2 separate regions of the Macaca mulatta genome follow, and region 2 is linked to region 1. Evidence: chromatin contacts called from public Hi-C data. All regions are on one chromosome and are shown on one strand. Each heading gives the region's core, a stretch centred on a gene start, on an enhancer-like site or on the middle of the called end of the contact. The rest is flanking DNA. Distances are from core to core; before and after follow the strand shown. Region 1 has its middle 35 kb from the start of BATF3. Region 2 holds the start of NSL1 (NSL1 component of MIS12 kinetochore complex).

Region 1 (5,127 bases), core at 756-3,255:
GGATGGCAGCTCCTCCCACATCTCCAGGTGGCTTGCTACTGAGGCCTCTCAGATGCCCGGCATGGGGGAGAAGGGGACTCTTCCTGAGACCTAGAGGTCCTGGATAAGGACTAATTGTCAAGGGTGAGCCTTCAGTCTACCCCAGGCCCTGATGGCCGCATCCTTCTGCCGGGATCCATGCTCTGAAAGTACCAAGTGTTCAGTGGATGAGAAGAGAGAGCGAGTGAGCCTGGCAAGGATAAACCAATCCCCACTTGACCCCAAAGCAATGTGAGCTGGTTAAGAGAGTGAGCTTGGCCAGGAAAGTCAGTCAAGACAGAAGCCCTCAGAAGACAGCACCTGAGACAGATTGACATCAGCCCAGCCGGCCTCCACCAGCATGCAGAGGTGTCTGAGACGCACTCCAAAGGGCCCAGCTGGGTCAGCAGATTCCAACTGAGACTGTGCTCTGCCTTCCAGAGCTGTGTGCCTGTAAGCAAGTCACTCACCTCCTAATGGAGATCATGATGTACTTCACAAGATTGTTATGAGCATCAAAAGAGATGGGGCATGTGAGTGAATCCCTGCCCAACAAAATACATGGAATAAATAGAAAAAGGCATTCAACTAACATTTGTTAAATTGAACTGTTCTTATGTCTAGCTAGATGTGGGTTTCATAGTTTTATTTGACTGGATTTGGGTTGCATTTCCTCGTATGTCCTCATTTTCTCTTTTGATTTTTAAGTGGGGAATGACAATAAAAATTCATTGAAGGTCTAGTATGTGCTAGATTAGTCCTTCTCAAAGTCCGGTTCCTGGACAGATTGCACCAACATCCCCCGAGATGCAAATTAGAAGTGCAAATAAATTATGGAGCCACACTACAGTCCTACTGCTTCAGAAACTTGAGGTGGGGCCCAGCAACTCTTGTTTTAATAAATCCTCAGGTGATGCTGATGCACACTAAAACTACTATGCTAAGTGTTTTACATGAATAATCTCTTTTAATTCCATAAAAGCCTAAAGAGGTGGGAAGTAGAATCATACCCCTGATTTACAGAGGACAAACATGGGGTTTGGTGAGGTTAGTGGCCTGCCCCAGGTCCTCACCTGGTAAGGGAGCCCCAGGTCTATGTAACCCACACCACTGCCCTCTCCCCTCACTGCCTTGATGCCTCCTAGAAGTGAGATACTTTTGTTCCAAGAGGGCTTCCTGCAGGCAGATGTGGGAGCAGGAGTCACTAGTGACACTGGAGCATTCTCCCGGGCTGATGGGTAGAATAGACAGCTATTTTTATTAGGTTTGCAAGACCAGCTGGACTGTTATCATCTATGGGACTAGGCAAACATCTAGCACTAGGACTGTCCCATTCCTGGGCTGGAGCTAAGAAGGCGTGGCTACTCGTTTGCAATATTCCCAGAGCACCTACCATCTGCTAAGCATGAGCGTCCACAACACTGAGACCTGTTGTAACCACTGATGATGATGTCGCCTTCAAGGATGGATTAAGTTCCTACTACTTGAAGGCACTGTGCCAGAGGCTTTACAATATATTCTTCTCCTGGTGTTATTATGCCCTTTAACAGATGACACCGTTGAGACCCAGAGAGAGGCGGGGACAACAACTTATAAGCAACGGGGCAGGGTTCTGGCCTGCGTACTCGAAAGATGATTTCTTCCATTATGCTATCCTTTGAGAAGACAGGAGGGAGTAGGGGAGAACGGTGGGGGCTTCCAGCAAAAGGACAAGGCCCTCAGGGCCTGGGGTAGAACTGGAGGCCCACTCTTGACAATCAGTCCTTACCCAGGAGCACAGAGCCAGGCAAATCTGGTCCCAGCACCCATGCCTGCTTCCCCTCCTGGCTCCCTGACGCAGGAGAAAGCCCCCTGGGGCTCACTGCTGGCCGGAGAGCACCTGCCGCTGATGGGACGAGCTCCGGTTTTCCGTGTGCGCCAAGAGGGCTCAAGGTAGACCTGCCAGCAGCCACGAGATGGCGCTGAGATCCAGGAGACTCCGAGCACTGCCGCCACCCTCTCCGAGGCTGCCCCTCGGAGGACCCAAGCGGTCGCGGAGGACGCTCTCCCACTCCCCACCGGGATTCCTCTTCCCTCCCTCCTCCTTCCTCGCCCCCTGGCCCTGCGAAGAGTGGAGGCACCATCGGGGAGCCCTAGGCCCAAGGGCGGGCTGGGACTCCCCAGTGACTCCCAGGCAGCCCGGGGACAGCTGCTTCTCCCCTCCCCTGCCCTCCCTTCCTCTTTCCGTGGGCTCCTCCCCAGCCCTGCCGGTCAGTCCTGGGCCACTGCTCTCCCACAGCACAACTGAAGCAGCATCGCAACTCGCAGACTTAACGACTGCACAACTAAACATCAAAAATGAACTCTTCGTTAGAAGACATCCCTCTGCTTGAAAACTCAGCCATCGAAGTTCCCCCTATGTGTCAAAAATAAATTATGCGTAGGAGCCAGAGTCCTGTGCCTGGTGTCACCTCTCTTTCCCAAAGTCCTCTCGCACCAGGAAAACCATGCATGTGCATAGGTCCGCGCGCGCGCACTTGGAGAGGTAGAATTTTGAGTTGAAAATCTGGATCTACCATGAAAAATTGTGTGACACCAAGCAAGTTCTTTAGGACTCTTTGAGCCTCAATTTTCTCATCCATAAAGTGGAAATAATACTAGCAATCGCTTCATGGGCTGTTGGAAAAATTAAATACATCTAAACCATTTAGAGATGCTTTAACACATAGTAAGTATTTAGTAAATATTATTTCTTTTCCTCTGACAGTTATGGTGTGTGTCCATCATTTGGCATTCAATGCAGGCAGCCTTGTGTTTTTGGCTAATTTCTCCTATAGGACATCCCACCCCCAAGGGCCGTGTCTTGCATATCTGTATGCTCAGGAGCACCCAGCACAGGCTCTCGCCTGGTGCATAGTAATCAGAGTGGGCCATAGTGACCACCACAAACCACAGCCTCTGGCTTCAATTCTGCCTCCCTCCTGTCTTCTCTCAGGTGCTGGCTTCATGCACAGCCCTGCTGGCGCAGTTATCGAGTGTCCTCACCTCCACTTCTCTGCTTTGGGGCGGGTCGTGCCCAGCTTTGAGGTGGGTCGTGCCCAGCTTTGAGTGGTGAGAGCTGTAGCCTTTTGCTCTCTGCTAGGCCAGGGATCCCCTTCTGAGAGGATGACGGGGGCCAGGGTGGGGGGGATATGGTGCTTGTTTTGTGCCCTGGAGAGAGTGTGCGCCACATAAAGCTTGCTTGAGCAGAGGAGAATGACCTGCCCCGACACCTTAGCCTTGACCCAGGTTCGTATGGTGTGAAGCCCTTGCTTCCGCTGTGATCGGGTCCGAAAGGTTAACAAGTCAATTTGTAGAGGTCTGTGTCTGGGAGTTCTTTGGGGTTTTTATTTGTGTCTTTCCTGACTCTTCTATCTCTGAGAGTCAGGTCTTTCCTCCACACCTCTGTCTTGCACTGCAGTTCCCCAGTGCGCAATCATTCCACGTGTGTTGACTGACTGCCAGACACATTGGCTCTGAAGGCTTTACCAAGCTGGCTCTCAGTCATATATATATTTTTTTAATTTTTGAGACAGGGTCTCACTCTGTTGCCCAGGCTGGAGTGCAGTGGCACAATCATAGCTCACTGTAGCCTCGAACTCTGGGGCTCAAGCGATCCTCTCACTTCAGTCTTCTGAGTAGTTGGGACTACAGGTGCCTGCCACCACACCTGGCTAATTTTTATTTTGTATTTTAGAGATGAGGATCTCGCCATGTTGCCTGGAGCTGGTCTCAAACTCCTGGGCTCAATCAATCCTCCCTCCTAGGCCTCCCAAAGCACTGGGATTACAGGAGTGAGCCAACACACCTGGCCTCAATCAGATCTTTAACATCCAATTTATTCAATTATGTCAGAGGGCCCCCTGCTGAAGCTGTTCACAGATTGCTCTGATATCATTAAAAAGCTAACCACATATGCAAATGAAGTGTTGGAGGTGTGAGGGTGGCTTGGGGTAGAAAGTGCTTCTGGTTCATCTAGGAAGGCTTCCTGGTGGGGGAAGGGCAGGGGCTGAAGTTGTCACTGAAAAGGATGCAGTTTGATACAGTGAGGGGGGTGGTGTGGTTTTAGGCCATAACCCTCCCTTTCCTGGTGCAGGTCCTCACATGAGTCATTCCAGAGTTCCCTTGCTGGTCACTGGGAACATTCTAGTGTGTGACCTCTCTCTGGCAACAAGCTGAGTTCCTGGAAAACAACAATCACCTCTACCCTCTTAACTCTTCCTTAGAAATCCTACTGTCTGCAGCTGGGAATGAATGGAATGAAGGTCAAGGATGAAGTAATAATCAAATACTGGGTTTTGGGTGCCCTGGTAACTATCCGGTTTCCAGTTAGAGTTCCTGGATGACATCTTCTTTCCGGAGGAAGACAGAGTCAAATGAGAAACGTGAGTTGAGCCCAGGGGAAAGGACCATCCGGGAGATGCCTGAGGGGCTCCAGGGCATGGTAATCTCTTGCTCAGCTGGCAGAGTGGGGATGACACGGCCAGCTGCTCTCTGGAGTCCTTGGCCTTCCTGTTTCCCTCTGAGGACTTTGAGTGGGGAATCTAAACCATATGTCTCTGATTCATTTACTGTGAACTCATCAAGTTGCAGTTTGGCGAGAGTCCTTGGATGTCTCGGAAGAGCTTTTGGTTTGGTTTCATTTGTTCTTTCTAGTGCTTTTCCTTTGAAATAGGAAGTTTATGTTTGCCAAAAATAAGTTGAAAAGCTAATTTGATATTGGATCAGAGCATAAAAAGAAATCAAGAAGATATTATCCTTTGTGTGTCCCTATTTTTAACTTTGCAATGCAGGCAAGTCATAGCTGACATTTAATTCTGTGGATTGGGCACTATCATTATCCCCATTTTACAAATGAGAAAACTAAAGCCCAGAGTGGTTAAGTAAATTGCCCAAGTCCACATAGCTAGTAAAGTGGCAGCTTTATCTACGTGCACAGTAGCATCGCCAAGGGCCCGTCATGCTTTTAGGGGCTTATGTAAATATTTTAATTTCTTTTAAAATCAGAAAAATGAACTTGATGTTGAAAGAGAATTTAACGTACTTGTCTTTCTACCAACACAGTCATATAAAGTTTAACTCTTTCAGAAG
Region 2 (5,127 bases), core at 857-3,356, 120 kb after region 1:
TCCTGTGGTAGTCTAAGCCCTGGAAACTTAATCTTATAATTCACTTTATCATCCCACTAAATAGGATATAATAGGTTAAGCCAAGTTCCTCTTTTTCTGTAAGATACCTAAATGTTTTAAATACCTTAGCACTTCCTAGAATCAGACAAATTCTAAGATCATTATACAACAAAAGTCTTCTCCCAAAAAAAGATGTCCTGAGATATATCCCTATTCTTGCCTTGCTTGCAAGGAGGGAATGACATAAGAGTCACTATATACAAAACTACATACAGAGTCACAACCCAGGAAGTATTTCTTCATTCTTCCACTTAACCTTTTTTTTTTTTTAAGTGTTTCTTCATTCTTCCACTTAGCCTTTTGTTTTGTTTTTTGTTTTTGAGACGGAGTCTTGCTATATTGCCCAGGATGGAGTGCAGTGGCACCATCTGGCTCACTGCAAGCTCCGCCTCCCTGGTTCACACCATTCTCTTGCCTCAGCCTCCTGAGTAGCTGGGACTACAGGTGCTTGCCACCATGCCCGGCTAATTTTTTATTATTATTATTTTTTTTTTTTAGTAAAGACGGGGTTTCACCGTGTTAGCCAGGATGGTCTCGATCTCCTGACCTTGTGATCCGCCCGACTCGGCCTCCCAAAGTCCTGGGATTACAGGCGTGAGCCACCGCCCGACCCCTTTTGCCTGTTTTAGAGTGAAAACATTTTCTTTACAAGACTAAAATACGTTTAAAAAAATTGTGTTGGTTGAAAACTTTACTATCTATGATCACATATTTGCCCTTATACCGCATTTCCCCAGCCTTTCTTAAATATTTTTGCAAAGCCCTGAAGGTGGTAGTTTTTTGGGAAGACAAGAAAGAAAGGGATTGTGTGCTTCCTTATAACAGGCATCAATCTACTTATAGGTAGGGGAAAAAAATTAAAAGCTCATAATACAACACATTGGTGAGTTATGAAAGACCACAGCGCAAACATTAAAAATAAAGGTTAATAGGCCTGGTGAGGTGGCTCACGCCTGTAATCCCAGCACTTTGGGAGGCCAAGGCGGGCGGATCACAAGGTCAGGAGATCGAGACCATGCTGGCTAACACAGTGAAACCCTGTCTCTACTAAAAATACAAAAAATTAGCCGGGCGTGGTGGTGGGAGCCTGTAGTCCCAGCTACTCGGGAAGCTGAGGCTGGAGATCGGTGTGAACCCGGGAGGTGGAGCTTGCAGTGAGCCGACATCCAGCCTGGGCGACTGAGCGAGACTCCGTCTCAATCAATCAATCAATCAGGCAAAAGGAAAGACCAAATGCTGGTTGGGTGAATGGCTGACTTCCGGAATTACCCTTTCCAGGAGAATTCCTCATTGTCTAGGGCTGCATTGTCCAACAGGTGAGCCACCAGCCACTTTGTAGTTACTGAGCACTTAAATGTAGCTAGTTCAAAAGATGTGCCATAAATGCAAGACACCAGATTTGAAAAAGCTTAGTACGAACAAAATAATGTAAAATATCTCATTCATTTGATATTATTACATGTTAAAATATCTTGGGTTTATTGGGTTAAACAAAATGTTTTATATCCATTAATTTCACCTATTTCTTACTTTTAGTTTAAAACTACATAAGGATTAGCTTGCCTTGTATTTTCACTGCACAGCGCTGGTCTAAGTAATTAATAAGACCCAGCTGATAATAGCATAGATTTCTTTCTCCCCTCGCGTTTCTCCGACTGGTTCTACAGTAGTCTGGGGCACCGTTAATTCTGCCAAGGCCTGGCGTGGGATCTTTCTGAATCCTAAGATCCTGGGTGTTGGCTAAGGGGGTGATAAGTAAAGAAGTGGCTAACTGGTCCCGTACCCACTGCGCATCTCGCAGCGCGGGCTCCCGAATCTCCTCCGGCAGAGCGTCCCCGAGCTTTTGCACAAAGCGGCCGCACAGTTGTAGCATTTCGGTCACAGCCCGCTTCGAGGTGCAGCGCACCCGAAAGTCCTCTCGGGGAGTGGCGGAGACCAAGGCCTGACTCTCTGTCCCCGTCGCTAGCTCCTTGTCCCATGGGGGGTCAAGGACCACCAACTCAGAAGACCCCGCCATTTTTCGTCTGAACGAGGGGCGGGGCACTCTGGGAGAGGAAAAGTGGGTTTCCACTGGTGTAACTAGCATGCATCCGGCTGGAAACTCAGGACGCTGCAGCTGAAACGTTCCGGCTCCGGCTCTGCAGGCGCGTCTAAGGCCGCGGCCGCGGGGGCGCAATGGGAGCGGCGCGCGTAGGGTTGGTGGACTGTCACTGCCACATCTCCGCCCCGGACTTTGACCGCGTATGTGAGGGCGATACGGGGCCCGAGGGAGCGGGGATGCCCCCGTCCTTTCCCCTTGTGTTATCTTTGCTCTCCTCCCTTGGGATGAAACCCCATATCCCCCGCCCAGACCCTTGTTTATGGCCATATGACCTGCCCCTCATTTCCCTATTCCCTATTTAACCTCAGACATACCGATTTTTTTTTTTTTTTTTTTTTTTTTTTTGTGATTCAGTCGCGGTAAGCTATTTCCACAAGGCTTTTGTTTGCTCTTCTGAGTTCCTGAAATCGTTCTCCCACCTGCCCTTGGCTGGCCTGTTTTTCCTCTCGGGCATGTCACCTCCTGGCTGAGATGCCACTTTTCGTGGGAAGCGGTCCTCGAAACGCGTTCAAATCCGGGACAGGTCGGGCGCGGGCTCACGCCTGTAATCCCAACACTTTGGGAGGCCAAGCGGGGCGCGGCGCATCTCCTGAGTCTAGGAGATCGTGACCAGCCTGGGCAACATGTTGACACCTCAGTCTCTACAGGAAAAAAAAAAACAAAAAAAAAAAAACAGAAATTAGCTGGGGATGGTGGCGCTTGCCTGTGGTCCCAGCTACTCGGGAGGCTGAGGTGGGAAAATCGCTTGAGCCCAGGAGGTGGAGGTTGCAGTGAGCTGAGATCACGCCTCTGCACTCCAGCCTGGGTAACAATGAGACCCTGTCTCAAAAGAAAGAAAGAAAAAGGGGGAAGGGGGAAGGGGAAGGGGAAGGGGGAAAAATTTCACAAATGGAGGAGAGAGGCAAAGAAAAAAAATACATGGCCGGGTGTGGTTGCTCTCACTTGTAATCCTAGCACTATGAGAGGCCGAAGCGGGTGGATCGCTTGAGCCCGGGAGTTTGAGACCAGCCTAGGCAATGTGGTGAGAGCCTGCCTCAATTAAAATAATAATACACACATAAAATCAGTTACAAACTGTTTTACCCATTACATGGGAAACTAGAGACTAACAATAGAGGAGTAAGGGGGGTTTTATTTCAGGGGGAAATCCTCCCAGGAGCTGACACTTAAGGCTGAGAAGACAAGGAGCCACCCAAGCAAGGGGCTGAGTGTATGCTAGTTAGGGAAACAGGTTGCAGGCCCCCAGACAAGCTAGAATTTGGCACATTTCAGTTGCCAAAAAGCTGAGTGGAGCTTGATGAGCTAGAAAGAGAAAGGCATGAAACAAAACTGGGGAGGTTTGCAGGGGATAGATGAGGTGGGTCAGTAAGGAATTTGGATTGCATTTGAAGCACAATGTGGATTCATTAAAGGGCTTTTTAAATTTTTTATTTATTTTTATTTTTTAGATTGAGTCTGTCTGTGTCCCCCAGGCTGAAGTGCAATAGCACGATCTCAGGTCGTTGCAATCTCTGCCTCCTGGGCTCAAGCAATTCTCCTGTCTCAGCCTCCCAAGTAGCTGGGATCATGGGTGTGTGCCACCACGCCTGGCTAATTTGTATTTTTTGTATTTTTAATAGAGACAGGGTTTCGTCATGTTGTCCAGGCTGGTCTTGAACTCCTGGCCTCAAGTGATCAACCCTCCTTGACCTCCCAAAGTCCTGAGATTACACAAAAATGGATAAGCATGATGCTATCAATTTTAACACCATTTTGCTGCTGTATGGCAAATGGATGGAGAAGAGTGGAAGCTATAAGACTAGTTAGGAGGCTTTTGCAGTATATAGGCAAGAGATGTTGGCTGTTGGTACTATGATGGTAGCAGGTGAGTTTGAGATAAATACATGGATTCAAGATACATTTTAGAGAGAGAATCCACAATAAGTACTGAAGAATTGAATGTGGATAGCAAGGGAAAGGGAGGAATCAAGGATGACTCAGATTATTAGCTTGTGCTATAGGGAAGATGGTGGTGCTGGTTTACTGAGAAAAGGGAAGACCAAGGTCTGAAGTGGAGGTGGGGAGGTCAGCAGAAGGAATAGGTTTGTGAAGAGAAAATGAAGATTTATGTTTGGGGCATATTGGGAAACCTAATCCCATGCAAATGGAGATGTCATAATTTTTTAATGTGAGTCATAGGTTCAGGAGAGAATTATAAGCTAAAGATAAAAACTAGGGACTCAGGCTGGGTGTGGTGGCTCACACCTGTAGCCCCAGCACTTTGGGTGGCCAAGGTGGTGGATCACCTGAGGTCATGAGTTCAAGACCAGCTTGGCCAACATGGTGATACACCATCTCTACTAAAAATACAAAAATTAGCTGGGTGTGGTGGCGGTCGCTTGTAATCCCAGCTACTCTGGAGGCTGAAGCAGGAGAATCACTTGAACCTGGGTGGCAGAGGTTGCAATGAGCCGAGATCGCACCATTGCACTGCAGTTGGGAGACAAGATGAAACTTCATCTCGGAAGAAAAAAAAAAAAACAAACAAACTGGGAACTCAGCATAATGATGATATTAAAACCATGAGAGGAAGTGAGATCACTCAAGTCACGTGCAGAAAGAGGAGCAGAGGTTCTAGAATCCAGAAAGAGGAAGGGGAGCCAGTCAAGGAGACTGAAAAGTAGCCACCAATGAGAGAGTGGTATTGCAGAAGCAAAGAGTGGAAACCATTTCAAGAAGGAAGGAGTAAGCAAATGAGAGATTCTAAATGCTACTGAGGAGTAGAGTAAGATGAGGACAGATAAATACCCTGTATATTTGACAATAGAGGCTTCTGTTTTAGTGGTGGGAACAGAAGCCAGACTTTACTGAGAGTAGGAGTAAACAGGAGGTGGGTCAGTGTAGGCTCTTTGCTTTCCACTACTCCATTCGTTGCTATCATTGTCATTCTTTGTGATGCCACAACTGCATTGACATATACAGTCCAA

The links. A called contact is a pair of places that touch in the nucleus more often than the background predicts.
Region 2: a Hi-C map of liver shows a contact between it and region 1, with 4 times the contacts expected there. The contact joins the promoter of NSL1 here to the enhancer-like site in region 1. A contact is called at or near these places in 6 of 14 Hi-C or Micro-C datasets (CD4 T cells, blood, cortical neurons and 3 more).

The regions. Positions count from the first base shown.
Region 1 is chr1:70,391,261-70,396,387 of T2T-MMU8v2.0, forward strand. No RefSeq gene overlaps it. Among named protein-coding and RNA genes, the nearest start is that of BATF3, 35 kb to the right of the region's middle. Within about 2 kb of position 2,006, at least 19 of the 40 cell types and tissues checked have an H3K27ac peak or open chromatin away from gene starts, as enhancers often do. A contact at or near this core is called in liver, where this site is marked.
Region 2 is chr1:70,507,645-70,512,771 of T2T-MMU8v2.0, forward strand. It overlaps NSL1 (NSL1 component of MIS12 kinetochore complex), which reads right to left and starts at 2,107. Exons shown (of 6, transcript XM_015117156.3): 1 at 1,844-2,107. The coding sequence starts at 2,077. TATDN3 (TatD DNase domain containing 3) reads left to right here and starts at 2,173. Exons shown (of 9, transcript XM_077937488.1): 1 at 2,173-2,301.